Regions from separate parts of the Mus musculus genome. Here regions 2 and 3 are each linked to region 1. The links are chromatin contacts, called in public HiChIP or PLAC-seq maps. All regions are on one chromosome and are shown on one strand. The core of a region is the stretch at or near the end of the contact, and the rest is flanking DNA. Distances in the headings are between cores, read along the strand shown.

The links. HiChIP or PLAC-seq counts read pairs in DNA pulled down with a chosen protein or histone mark.
Region 2: a BATF HiChIP or PLAC-seq map of CD8 T cells shows a contact between it and region 1, with 11 read pairs. The contact joins the promoter of Glrp1 here to the enhancer-like site in region 1. A contact is called at or near these places in 1 of 39 promoter capture datasets (macrophages), 1 of 15 datasets of contacts at CTCF or cohesin (CD8 T cells), 1 of 484 Hi-C or Micro-C datasets (myeloid progenitors), 4 of 115 datasets of contacts at active chromatin or transcription factors (CD8 T cells, acute myeloid leukemia, bone marrow-derived macrophages and 1 more) and 3 of 9 other capture datasets (embryonic stem cells, macrophages and pancreatic islet).
Region 3: a contact with region 1 is called in an H3K27ac HiChIP or PLAC-seq map of bone marrow-derived dendritic cells, with 17 times the contacts expected there. The contact joins two enhancer-like sites. A contact is called at or near these places in 1 of 15 datasets of contacts at CTCF or cohesin (CD8 T cells), 33 of 484 Hi-C or Micro-C datasets (CD4 T cells, CD8 T cells, CD8 central memory T cells and 20 more), 20 of 115 datasets of contacts at active chromatin or transcription factors (CD8 T cells, the HPC-7 cell line, the NIH/3T3 cell line and 12 more) and 1 of 9 other capture datasets (adipose tissue).

What each region holds. Positions count from the first base shown.
Region 1 is chr1:88,585,493-88,589,920 of GRCm38.p6, reverse strand. No RefSeq gene overlaps it. Among named protein-coding and RNA genes, the nearest start is that of Gm41912, 18 kb to the right of the region's middle. Within about 2 kb of position 2,325, at least 134 of the 459 cell types and tissues checked have an H3K27ac peak or open chromatin away from gene starts, as enhancers often do. A contact at or near this core is called in CD8 T cells, CD8 central memory T cells, the G1E-ER4 cell line and 17 more, where this site is marked.
Region 2 is chr1:88,508,262-88,512,689 of GRCm38.p6, reverse strand. Glrp1 (glutamine repeat protein 1) reads left to right here and starts at 2,624. Exons shown (of 3, transcript NM_008132.2): 1 at 2,624-2,899. The coding sequence starts at 2,804.
Region 3 is chr1:88,653,073-88,657,500 of GRCm38.p6, reverse strand. No RefSeq gene overlaps it. Among named protein-coding and RNA genes, the nearest start is that of Arl4c, 47 kb to the left of the region's middle. Within about 2 kb of position 2,195, at least 128 of the 459 cell types and tissues checked have an H3K27ac peak or open chromatin away from gene starts, as enhancers often do. A contact at or near this core is called in CD8 T cells, CD8 central memory T cells, the G1E-ER4 cell line and 17 more, where this site is marked.

The sequences.
Region 1 (4,428 bases), core at 1,076-3,575:
AGCATGTGAGGGTGGAGAGAGAAAGTGAGCTGAGTGTAGTTATCCAAGCATTCATTGTTCTTTGTTACCTTGACTTCCTCAGGATGGTAGTCCACAACCTGTAACTGTGAACTGAAATAAACTCTTCCTTAAAGCTGTCAGGACATTTTATCATAGCACCACAAAAGGAAACTAAGATATCTGCCTTCTATGTAGCAGCCATGTTTGAACCCCAGGCCTTTCCTTCAAGACCTCCCTTGTTCTGACACTTGTGTGAGTGCTGCAGATTTTCCCAGAAGCCCCAGGGAAGTGTCTCTAGGGTCAATTCCAATGATGTTCCTGCTTTGCTACTTCCTGGCTCTCTGCTTTCTTCTCCTTTAAAAAGAGAAGAAGAAGAAGAAGAAGAAGAAGAAGGAGGAGGAGGAGGAGGAGGAGGAGGAGGAGGAGGAGGAGGAGGAGGAGGAGGAGGAGGAGGAGGAGGAGGGGAGAAGAGAAGAGAAGAGAAGAGAAGAGAAGAGAAGAGAAGAGAAAAAAAGGAAAGCTTTTTTTTCTAGGCTATGGAAGATGAAACTGAATCAGGAAGCTGTGTCACTTGGTCTGCAGATTACAAGCCCCAGCCAGAGGCAGGGTTCCTACAGACATCTAAGCACTGAGCTGTGGGTGACACACTGACCAGAGGGCGAGCTTGGGGTGCTCTCACTCTCTCTCTCGCTCTCTCTCTCTCTGTTTCCCCCCTCCCACTGCTAAAGGAGAGGAAGCAAAGACAATCCTGAGTGGATATGCAAGACACCCGTGAATAATGTCACCTCCCTGGAGGGCCTGCTGACTCCACTTCTCTAGGAATGCACCCTCCAAACTTTTTCAACAGTAACTGGACTGCAGCTGACCTGACACACCCCATGAGCATCTTCCTAGCACATCTGAGCTGGAGACTCTGACTCTCTCTCTCCCTCTCTCTCTCTCTCTCTCTCTGTCCCTTCTGCCTCTCTGTCTCTCTGTCACACACACACATCCTCAGCAGCTTCTCAGAGCAGGAAGCAGGGTGACATTTCATCTATCGAATCCTTAGTGAATCTCCACACATGCCCAGTGCTGACATATCCTTCTCTAGATGAAGTCTCATGATCACATGCAATGCTGGCAGGAAGACCATGTTTAACATCTGCAGCTAGAACCCTCTATGAGGAAAGTCACAGTATCATTTTGTCTGGATTTTGGAAAGAAAGGGTCTGTGATAGAGGGTGGGAAGACCCACAGACAACAGATCCAGGACAAGAATAAATGCTAGGCAGCCAGAGGCAAAGGCAGAAGGCTGATTCCACCAAGCCTGGCAGCACCCCAACTTTTCCCCTCATTCCAGGGACTATTCCTATGAAAATTCCTTAGTTTTATTTTTTTTCCTTCTTCTTCTTTGTTTTGTTTTTTGAAATAGAATGTCGAGAATCCCAGGCTGACCTCAAACTTGCAGCCCAGGATGACCTTGAACTTCACAGTCTACTGCCTCTATCCCTATCAATGGGGTTACACAAGTACACCATCAAGCCTTGGTTTATGCAGTGCTGGTCTACTGGCTGGTTTTGAGTGTCAACTTGACACCATCTGGAGTTATCACAGAGAAAAGAGCCTCCCTTGAGGCAGTGCCTCCATGAGATTCAGCTGTAAGGCATTTTCTTAGTGATCAAGGGTGGGAGGGCCCACTGTAGGTCTATAAGAAAGCAAGTTGAGCAAGCCAGTAAGTAACATCCCTCGATGGCCTCTGCATCAGCTCCTGCCTCCTGGCCTGCTTGAGTTCCAGTCCTGACTTCCTTTGGTGATGAAAACAACATGGAAGTGTAAGCTGAATAAACCCTTTCCTCCCCAACTTGCTTCTTGGTCATGATGTTTTATGCAGGAATAGAAACCCTGACTAAGACAGCTGGGAATAAAACCCAGGTCCTCACACATGCTAGGCAAGCACTCTGCCAATGGAGCCGCAGCCCCTGACCCAGGGCTAACTAGATCTCATCACCAATTAATGTTTCATTTGCAAGCTAGTGGCCAGAACCTATGCAAGTTGACTCAGTGTCATGTTATCTGGTTATATTGTGACTTCTGTTTTCCTTGTCATTAGATGAACGAACCGATTAAATGAAAGATGGCACACGCCTGAGATTCACCCCTTCCTTACCGTGACAGCTTTGTGCTTATCTTTAACTGATGACACAGCCCCTTCCTTCTTGTGACTCCATAAACCTCATGACTTCAGCCCTTTCTGCTTTCAGTGCTGCCGTGTGTGCATGGGGGTTCTGACACTCCGTGTTTGGGTTTGCAACACAGAGATTTCCTCATGGGTCTGAGCAAGCCTGAGCTGCCTCCGTCATCCTGGGTTGACTAATCTTTCCACAGAATCCAGACAGATGTGGCTGCTGTCTGTGCTAGCTCTGGTCTGTGGTTTCCTCCATTTTCAAAAAGGGAAGTCAGCTCTCCTCTGCATCGAGCTATGTTTTTGTGACCCCAAGTAACACCCTGAGACCTATCTCTAGAAGTTAGAGCGCCCCTCCCCCCATTTCTCTCTTTCTCTCTCATTTTCAGAAGTCTGAGTTTGGGAAGAACCCTTTCTTTGCTAAGGAGATCAGGGGCTGAGCTTACAGATGTGCACACAGGGTCTCCTCTGAGCCACCAAGCACAGGGCCCCACTCACGGATGTACATGTGGTCAGTCTCCTTAAAGTCTCATGTTCCAGGTCAGAGTCAGAGATGGGAAAACATACACTGCCTCTTTCAAGAGGGGTGCCCCGTAGTAGAGGGAAGAGCAAGCTCACTAGGCACGTCTGCCTTCCACCTCAGCCTACATTAGCCAGATCCAGCTCTGCTCACCGCCAGTTCCCTCCTCACTTAGAAGAGACAGCAGCTTTAGTGTGCTGCTGAGCCTGCTTCCTGGTGCTTGCTAGGTTGATACCTGGCACCCAGCCCAGCAGATAAACTGGGTTTGGAAATGAGCAGGAAGGTCTCATTATAGCCAAAGATGAGTGAGATTCCTGTTCTGGGATTGCAACAAGCAAGGTAGATAGTGTCTGCTGGCTCCTGAGGACGTCACCATAGCTGCCTGCTTGTGACACGGTGCAAGCCCTGCTCAGAGAGTCCCTGTTCTGCCCTTCTCGCCATCAGAACCACCTACCATGCCACAGTGTATCCTCGACATTGGTCCCCAAATGCTAGGAGCAAGAGTCTAATCTTGCTACTTTATATGCCCCAGTACAGGGGAATGCCAGGGCCAAGAAGCGGGAGTGGGTGGGTAGGGAAGCAGGGCAGGGGGAGGGTATAAGGAACTTTCGGGATAGCATTTGAAATGTATATAAAGAAGATATCTAATTTAAAAAAAAAAGAAAAAAGAGTCTAATCTTGCTAACAGAACTGTCAGGAAGGGAGTACCTTGAAACTGATTTTGAGGGTCAAGTTTGCAATGTCCTGTTTGGTTGCATGATTCAATAGCCAGTCAGAAATAAAACGAGAGTGAGCCTTCAGCTTTGAGAAGTCCCTTTCAAAGGTCATTTTCTCTATCTTCTTAGTTACTGTCATGTGATAAAGGGGATTTTTACTGAGACTGGAGATTCTGTTGCTTTCCTGAAATCAACTAGCAGGCTAGTCAGAGTTCTGACAAAGCCTGGGCTCTACTTCAAGTTTCTCCTAACATCCTCTGCCTCCGCCATGGCTGATAAACACTCCCCAGAGCTACTCTCCATGTTGGAAAGAAGATGTCAAGGAGAAAGTCATGTGACAGGAAGGGTTTAGGGATCCTGGGGCAGCCATTTCTGACACCTCTATCTTCCTGTCATGACTCTTGGGACTGTAAAAGCTAGGTTGTACTGGCTGGTTTTGTGTCAACTTGAGACCAGTTGGAGTTATCACAGAGAAAGGAGCCTCCCTTGAGGAAATGCCTCCATGAGACCCAGCTGTAAGGCATTTTCTCAGTGATCAAGTGGGGAGGGCCCCTTGTGGGTGGTGCCATCCCTGGGCTAGTAGTCTTGGGTTCTATAAGAAATCAGGCTGAGCAAGCCAGGGGAAGCAAGCCAGTAAGTAACATCCCTCCATGGCCTCTGCATCAGCTCCTGCTTCCTGACCTGCTTGAGTTTCAGTCCTGACTTCCTTTGGTGATAAACAGCAGTATGGAAAGTGTAAGCTGAATAAACCCTTTCCTCCCCAACTTGCTTCTTGGTCATGATGTTTGTGCTGGAATAGAAACCCTGACTAAGACAGGTATGCCCTTAGAAATGACTGACAGCCTTTCTTAAAGTACATTGCCCCGGCATCAGCTTCAGCTGCTCCACACTCTACCACCTACTTAGAAGCTCAGAGTGTGCGCAGCCACCTGTGTGTCCATCAGTCGTGAGGGGGATTCTGATGCTCATTTAAATGTGCACACCGCTGATCTAAGCTACCGATATCCTACTGGGGATTGCTACACTAGTAC
Region 2 (4,428 bases), core at 1,375-3,874, 78 kb after region 1:
ATACACACACACACACACACACAGAGAGAGAGAGAGAGAGAGAGAGAGAGAGAGAGAGAGAGAGAGAGCTGTCCTTTGAAAAGCTAAGCTTGTTCTTCCTTCGCCAGGGCACTTGCCATTCTCTTTATACCTCTTTAAGCCAGAAAGGATGGATTTCAGCTGACGAGCAGGATCACAGCAGTTCAGATGCCAAAGAGGATGGCTACACCACTGTAGAGTGAAATGAAACTGAAGACCAAGGGAAGAAAGCCCTGGGTGTCACCCAGGACACACCTGGCCAATTGCTCTCTGTCAGACAATTGTCTAGGGGCTCAGATAAATCAAGGGACATAAGCATGTCCAAGCTGCCATCACACTTTTGTTCATTGATGGGAGATGGTTGATAAAACCAAATTCACAGTACACGTGGCTATTCATGGCACAAGGTAAATGCTACAGTAGCGTGGTGGGCAATGAGCTGGAGATTTGTGTCCCTTGCCAAAAAGGGAGCCTAAAACGTTGACCCCCCCAAGTGGGAAAGGTTGGGTCTGACCCTGGAGCTCTTACGGAGGAGCACTGTCCTATCTAAGATGTCTGAGGGAGCTAAACCCGTTTCCACAGCATCAGCAGCCATCCGTGTTCTGCAGCAGCACAGAGGAGGCCCGCACCAGAGCCTGACCATGCTGACAGGCTGACTGTGGACTGTAGGCTTTGGAATAACCAGAAACACATCTTTGTCACTTAGGATCCAGCAGGCCTGTTGCACTTTTATAGTCTCTTCACTCTAGTGGCCATCTCCTGCTGGGCTGGGACACTCAGCACCACCCTCCCTGGCATACCCCACTCTGTCTCCCAAAGCCTTGTTATTTGGTTCTCCACATTGCTAGTGAGGTCAGGTTTCCTCAAACCTCACCTCCCAGATCCAGTGTACTCTCAGCTCCAGGGTTTGGGGGAGCCTTGAGGTTCCTCATCTTGTTCCCCAGGTAGTTTTTCCTCCTTTCCTGCTAGGTGCTCATCAATGCTCCCTCTCTGCTGCCTTTGATGGAAGCTTCTGCAAGCTTCAGTGCCAACAGAGGTGTTGTTCCTCCCCTCAGCCAGCAATGGGGTCAAAGGATCGAATCATCCATTACTGTCGTGCAAACTTTCAGTTAGCAGAAGGCCACCCTATCCTCAAGATTCAATCCATAATTAATAGCAGCATGGACCTTCTTAGACTTGACAAACCTTGAGAATTGTTCTTTAATAAGAATGAAAGTCCTGTTCTATTTCCCCACCAGGGCAGGGGCTTCCTTCCTATTGATTGATATGTTCTTGCCTACACAGAAACTCTACCGAGTCGATAAGCATGGACAAAAGCTATATCTACTCCTCCTTACTCTAAAAAAGCAAGAAATAATATGTTTCCATGTGAAAGGGGAGGGGGCTGGAGAGATGGCTTGGAGCACTTCTTGTTCTTGCAGATGACGTGGGTTTGGCTCCTGGCACCTACATGGTGGCTGTGTTTCTGGTCATTCAAAAGCTTGGACGTCCACAGTCAGAGCATTAGCATCGTCAGGCTCTGTTGGCAGCCACATCCATCCATATAACTCCAGTTGCAGGAAGTCCAGCGCCCTCTTCTGACCTCTTCCGAGGGCCCCGGCCATGCATAGGGCACATAGACACACACAAGCAAAACCACTCACACATACAAAATAAATAAATCCTTAGAAGAAATAAAAATAAAAGGTATATAAGAATAATAAAACATAAGGAGTTTAGGCAATCTACGTTTACTATTCAAGGAAAATGGATGGTGAAACATCAAAGGCAGAAAGAAAGCTCATGTTAGAGCAGATAAGAGACAGTGTTAATGAAAAACAGAAACCATCACCAGGAACAAGTGGCAGTCTTGAGAAATACTGTCAGCTTATGTCAGCTTTGCCATCAATATAGGGAGCTGTTTTAAAACCAATAAAAAGGGCTGGGAATAGAGTTCCGTGCATAGAGTTCAATCCCCAGCGCCATGTAGACCAGACCTGCCCACACCAGACAGAGGAAGGAGGATTAGAAGTTCAAGGTTACCATGGCTACAGAGGGAGTTCAAGGCTGTCTAGGGAGACAAGAGATCCTACCTCAAAATATACAGTAACAGCACAACAAAAATAAATAATAAACAAACCTGTCATCCCACAACAACAACAAAAAAGAGGAAACTATTATAAGCAAAAAAATAAAGAAGCCATTTAATAAAAACAAGTAGACATGAAGCTGAATGTGTAAGTGTGCAGGTCCATGAGCACGTGACTGCGTGCAGATAATTAAGTGAATGTGAAAAGGAGGTCACTGAGGCTCTGCAGTGAGAGTTGTCGCCCCACTAAGAGCTGGGTGAATCTGTTCTGCAGCTTTCATGGTGAGGGCAACACCTTGTTGCTTCAGTCTACACACAATAATAGACTGTGTCCTTCCCCAAACTCCAATGTTGCTGACACAAATGTCTCTGGAGTGAGGGAGGGCCTGCGAGTGGGGATGAGGTGGGCTGACTCCTGTCTCCGGAATGGGATTGAGATTCTTGTAGAAGAGGAACCACACAGCAGCGTTTAACCCTGCTGACTCACCTTTGCTATTCAAACAGCCCTCATCATCCCATGCGCCACAGTTTGTAACTTCTAAGAAGGATGTCATCAGACCCCCGGCACAGTGGCCATGGACTTCCTGGTCTGGAGAACTGTGGGAAATGGGTTTCTATTTTTAGTAAACTACCCTCGTCTGTCCTCTTCTGTTACAGCAACAGAGACTAACTGAAACTGAAAGTTTCACCAAACGACCCCGTCTTCAAACTGGACACATGAGCAGCATATGCCTCTTCAGAGATGTTGCTATCATCAAAAGTGGAAAAAGGAGAAAGAGAAGGGCCTACTCTAGGCTGGACGGGGCCAAGGAGGTATGACAATTAAGTATGTACTGCTCCTAGATCAGGTCAGGGCTGAACACCACTACAACTGGTATGTGGACGATCAATGGATTTCATGTGCTTGCACGGTATGCAGTATTAGCCTGAAGACGTTTAATTGCTTGAGTTTTGTCGCAATTTTGGGATTTAAAAAAAAAAAAAAAAAAACCCAAAAACCAAAGTTGTATTTTAGGTGTCCTACTTAAATATTTTGAGACTAAATATTTTGGCAGTTACAATTTAAGCTCAAAAATGATTGGCCAGTGAAAAGGGGAAAAAGAGGAGGGAGGGGAGGATCGGGAAGGAGAGAGTAGGCCAGTACTCAGCTGACATCACAGACGGTTAACAATGGATGAATCTTAGGTGGAGAAAGAAATGTGTGTTCCTCAGATGGTAATTCTTGCAACTTTTCTATAGATTAAAGTATTTTTAAAATTGAAAATTATTATTTTAAAATAAATAGAAGTCCAAAGAAAGACAGATAAATGGATCAACATTGTTAAATAAATGACTGATAAACATTTAAAAATGAGAATCCCAGCTTTTAGTTACTAGGGTCAGGACTAAGAATATAAAAACAAATAGTGGCTCATTATAAAGGGCTACACGGCAAGAAAAATGAGCAACAGCGAAAGCTGAGTGTGGTCATGTGTGCCTGAAGTTCCAGCTCTTCAGAAGGGTGAGGTCAAAGGATCCAGAATCAAGCTTACAGAAGCAGCTTAGTGAGACCTCAGCTTAAAAACTAAAGAAACAAAATCAAAAGCCCAGTGGATACAGTGAGTGAGAAGAAGAATATGTCAGACAAAAGAGTGTAAACTCTGACTCCACTTACCCAAGGCCACAGAGGGGCCTGAACTCAGCAGAAGCCAAGGCCTCAGATGGGCTTCCGGGCAGAAGCCAGGGCCAGAGACCGGGCTTCAATGCACTGACAATCTTGCTCTTGTCCTGAGTCTGCCCACACTGGGAATTCCCTTCATTATAGATCCTTATTATTGATATTTGTGTTTACATGTTGCACTTCAGTAAAAATAATAAGTAGACATGACTAGGAAGCTGGGAAGATGGCTTAGTCAGTAAAGTGCTTGCTGTTCAGTTCAGAGTGCTTGTTAATCCTGGCACTGGAGAGGTGGCCATGAGTGCGTTCCTAGCAATCACTAGCCAAAAGGACAGAGACCTTGTCTCAAAAACCGAGATGCACAGATCATGGGGAATAACACCTAGGGTTGACCTCTAGCTGCATGTGTGTACACACTCACAGACGCATACACATAAACATGCATGCACATGCACACATATGCATGTATATACACATACACAAACATACATACACTAAAAACAAGAGAAGAGAAACAGGGTGAGGCCAGCAAGATGACTCAGTAGACAAAGGTCTGTTGATAACAAACCTGGAGACCTGAATCCCATCCCGGAACTCCCATGGTGGGAGAAGAGAACTGATTCCAACCAGCTATCCTCTGGCCTCCATACCTGTGCTGTGGGACACACTGTAGGACCTGAGCTTG
Region 3 (4,428 bases), core at 946-3,445, 68 kb before region 1:
CCTTCCCTTTTTCCTTCCCTTTCCCATCTTCTCTTCTGCCCTGTCCTGTCCTGTCCTCTCCTCTCCTCTCTTCTCCCTCCATCAGAAAGAGTAGAGCCTGGGTGCCCATGGCTCTGGCCGTTCACACTGTGAGGTCTTAGCTTGTTTCTGCCATTCCTGGGGGGACCTGGACCAGCAAAACCACCCATGGGAGCAGAGAGCCTGGGTCAGCCCCAGTCAGGGAATAGCCACAGAGGCAGGCAGCTGGAGTCAAAGACCACAGAACTACTAGTTCCTGTTACCATGGAGAGACCGAGTGCTGGTCTTTGTGCTTCTCCTAAGGTGAATGATATCCTTCAAGGGGAAGCAACAGAATACCCCCTCCTTCTCTCACTCCTTTCCTCTTTCCTTCCTCCCTACAGTCTTCCCTCATCCATTCTTCCCTTCTTTCTCTTGCCCCCTTTCTCTTTCTTCTACACACACACACACACACACACACACACACACACACACACACAGCACTATTCTAGGCAGCTGGGATACAGCTCTCAAGTAAATCTTTGCCCCTGTAGTCTATCATTTGAAAGGAAGACACAAGTACTATTATGGCTGGTTACAATATCAGTGAGTGCCCAGGTAAAAAGCACTTGGTCATCCCAGTGCTGGGAGAACAGAGACAGGGGGATCCCTAGGGCTTGCTGCCCACTTGGCCTTGCCTGATTGGTGAGTTCCGTGGTCAATAAGAGACTCTGACTCAAAAAATAAGGTGGAGAGCAATTGATGAAGACATATACCACCGATTTCTGCTCTCTACATGCACACACAGACACACAGACACACAGACACCCCCCCCACACACACACACAAACACACACACACACATACACACACGTGCGCGTTCTCTCTGTGTCATCCAAAATAGAATTTGAACAGCACTTTGATCTCAAGCGTGTAACATATGTACACTAGGTAAAAAAGATTATGGCATGGTGGTTGTGGGGCAAGGTTGTGGAAGAATTAGGCACTACATTTTCTGGGAACATTGAATGGTGAACACGGTTAGTTAGTTCCTACTGGGGATGGCATGGGTGAAGTCTGCAGCTTCCAGGTCTCAGGTTCTCCCTCGCAGCCTGTTCCTTTCCGTCTCTGTAAGTGTTGACTGAGCTGGGTTCACTGAACAGCAGTTCTCTATATTAACTCAAGCTTGTGAAAAACAAAGAACCCAAAAAGGCAGTGAGAGGGTGTGCCAACTCTTCTTAAGATGCAGAGGAGGCTCTCAGACTAGAAAGCAGAAAAAGAGCCACCACGGGGTGGGAGGAGGAGGGCGGAGTAAGGGGAGATAAGGAGTTGACTGCCCCAGGAGACACTGAAGAAACATTTGGAAAGAGTATGTTTGTGTGTTTTGTATGTGTATGTGGTGTGTGTGTGTGTGTGTGTGTGTGTGTGTAGGGAACAATTTGATGGCCTTGAGGATGACTGAGCCAGGAAAAGACCTACCACATTAATGCTATTATGCTTTAGCTGCCCCCAGTCCCAGGGTATTTCTCGGATGGATGTGCTAGAAGTACTACCTACTAGAGAGTGACATTCTCCTAGGTGATGGGCTCAAGGAGCACCAATGGGAGGACATCATGGTGACTCTGTGGCTGCCAGAAGGGTGTGAGAATGGCAGCCCAGAGCAGCTTGATGGGGACTGACAACCAGGAGCAGAAGTATCTGGAGACACTAAGCCAGAGAGAGACATTGGGAGAGGGATGGACTCTGGTCCTGATGTGACCAGCTCAGTCACTGTGGGTACAGTGTCATTAGGCAGAGAAGATGCTCCATCCCAGGCTGCCCCAGCAGCTCCTGGAAACGCTTTCTTTGAGCCTGACCACACCCGAGCAGGAGAGCAGCCCTTTGCTCTTTTCTTTGTGTACACCTCTCTTCTGAAAGCTGGCTCCAGGGAATCCACCAACCTGCTTCCTGGAAAGTGGAAGAGGACACCCTACTAGTTTGGAGGACTGGAAAAGACTAGCTGGCTACTCCCATCTCTTGCCATTCCTGAAGAGTTCTGGGGACTCCAGGGTGAAGAAGTCTGAATGCTTGAGTGAGGAACTTCTCAGTCAGGTGAAAATCCAACATTCTACTTACCCCAGGACCACAGATGGCACGTGACATCTCAGGCCGGAGCTCAAAGCCATATCCCTGGGTCCCTATTGCGCCATGAAACTTGCCAAGGCGCTTAGAGGCCTGAGGTTCAGTGGGGTTGGTGGGCTGATGGTGCATAAACCAAACCACTTCCTCAGACAAGGCTTTATTTTTTTTCCTTTTTATTTTTTTCTTTAAGGCCTTTGTGGGGAAGAAAGGCTGCACCTCCTCAGTTTGTCACTTTATCTCTGTGGCTGTCATTACTTTCATGCTTTCCCAGAAGTCTCCAGGTCACCTCCAAAGACAGGTTCCCACCCTGATCATGAGAAAGCTAGAGATGGGGGTTTGCTGGTCTCGTTTGTTCAGCTGCCAACTGCTTCCTCCTCTCTGCCACCAGCCCCACCCGTCAGGCCTCAGCTCTAAGGAAGTGGCTTTCGTTGGAGGGTGGAGTTCTTCATCCCAGCAAAGTGATGGTCGGGTGTTACCACACAACCTGGGTGGGGGTGGGGAGCACCTCACACTGTGATCTAGATCTCAAGGTTGCATGATGATGTCTGCTACTGCAGTCTTCTTTTCTGGGCATAGCAGGAACTCCCCTATGAATCATGGCTAAAGATGTGGACTCTCAGGAACTTCCCTGGGTCATGGTTTAAAAGGTTCCCTGGGCTTCCCTGGGCAACAGATTGATCCTCCTGCCTTCCTCTGATGAGCTGTGTTCCAGACATAACCAAGGGATGGGGACCTATCAATTGGTTCAGCTCTTTTCTTTCTGGGCCATGGCTTCTGGCCACTCATGGTCTGGCCGTACTCCCAGAAATATCCAGCTGCTCCAGGAACCCTCCTTGGATGACCTATGATATGCAATCTACTCTTGTCCCCTCTCTGTATTTGCATTTAACATCTTCCTACCAACCCACAAAATGTCAGCAGCGAGACTTTGACCAAGTGTGGGACTTCTCATGCCCACCACCCCTCATTCTAATATCTGCCTTTCCTGTGTGACTTCTGTCACTGGTAGATGGATGCTAGTGTTGGGAGCCAGGCTCAGCCCCACAAGCCTCTAGGGTGCTGGTTTTGAACATAAGTTGTGTTTATTGTCTGGTAGGCCTGCTTCATTTGCCTATATGAATAGAAGTCCCATTTTCTAGCTTCGAAAGACTTCAGTTTACATACAGGTTTATATTTCTCCCAGGACAACAGTCCAAGGATAGCAATAACATTTGTTGAAATGTTTTAACTTGTCCCATGACATTGCCCATGACATTGCCATCTACAAAGATGCCCTTCAATCAAGTTGCCAAAACAACTCATCAGCCGTAAACACAAAATGTCTCAGGTAAGTTCATGATTTTTTTTTCCTGCCCTGCTCACTGATCTCCACGCCCACATGTGGTGGGCTATGCATTGACATGCCTGAAACAGAGACACGCTCAGCCTCTGTGTATGAGCTCCATTCTCTTATATAAACTCCATTCATAAGGATGGAGGCCCAGGCTCAATTCAGCCTTGAACAGATGCTACTGTAAATTTTGAGCAATTATTAATATGTGTGGGAGCATGGTTTGAAAATAAGTTGGCAATCCCCATCTGCTGTGCTGCTTCCCTGAATGCAGACATCCAGTTGTGTAAGAATGAATGAGCATGAGAAGTAAGCTGAAGCCTGGCTCTGTCATGCTTTTGCTCTTTAAAGGGCAAAAAGGCAATTCTGTTTCATTACACGTACACTCTCATTTCCAACTTGGATTACCCTACTTGTTAGCATCACGTGTCACTGATGCTGGAGAGATCTATCCCTTAAACAGGCTCAGCCCTTGTAGTAGGTTGCATGTTGTCCTTGATCCTGAAGATTGGGCAAATACATTTCCTGTCCTGATGGAGCTTATAGTCCAGGGTGAGATAGTTACAGACACCCTACCAGCAAAGTGCAGTAGATAGTAGAGGGTAGAGGTTTCTAACAGGGAGACCTAGCTCCCTGAAAAGATTCAGCCTTCAACTGTATTAATTGCAAAAAGTAGAGAACAAGGGCTTTTAATAGATTCCCGCTCCTAGGAAAGATCTTCAAGACACTGTGTGTGTGTGTGTGTGTGTGTGTGTGTGTGTGTGTGTGTGTGTGTATCTATGTAATAGGAGGGTAGAGAACATTCAGGAATCAAGAACAAGCATTTTAACACCCACTGAGCTATCCTGTGGATGGTGGTGGTTTTGTTTGTTTGTTGGTTTTGTTTTAGGAAGTCAGGGATGGGGTGGGAATCTCACTCTGTGGCTTAGACTTGCAACAATCCCAAATTCTGGAATGATAAGCAAGAGAGCTGTCTAGTC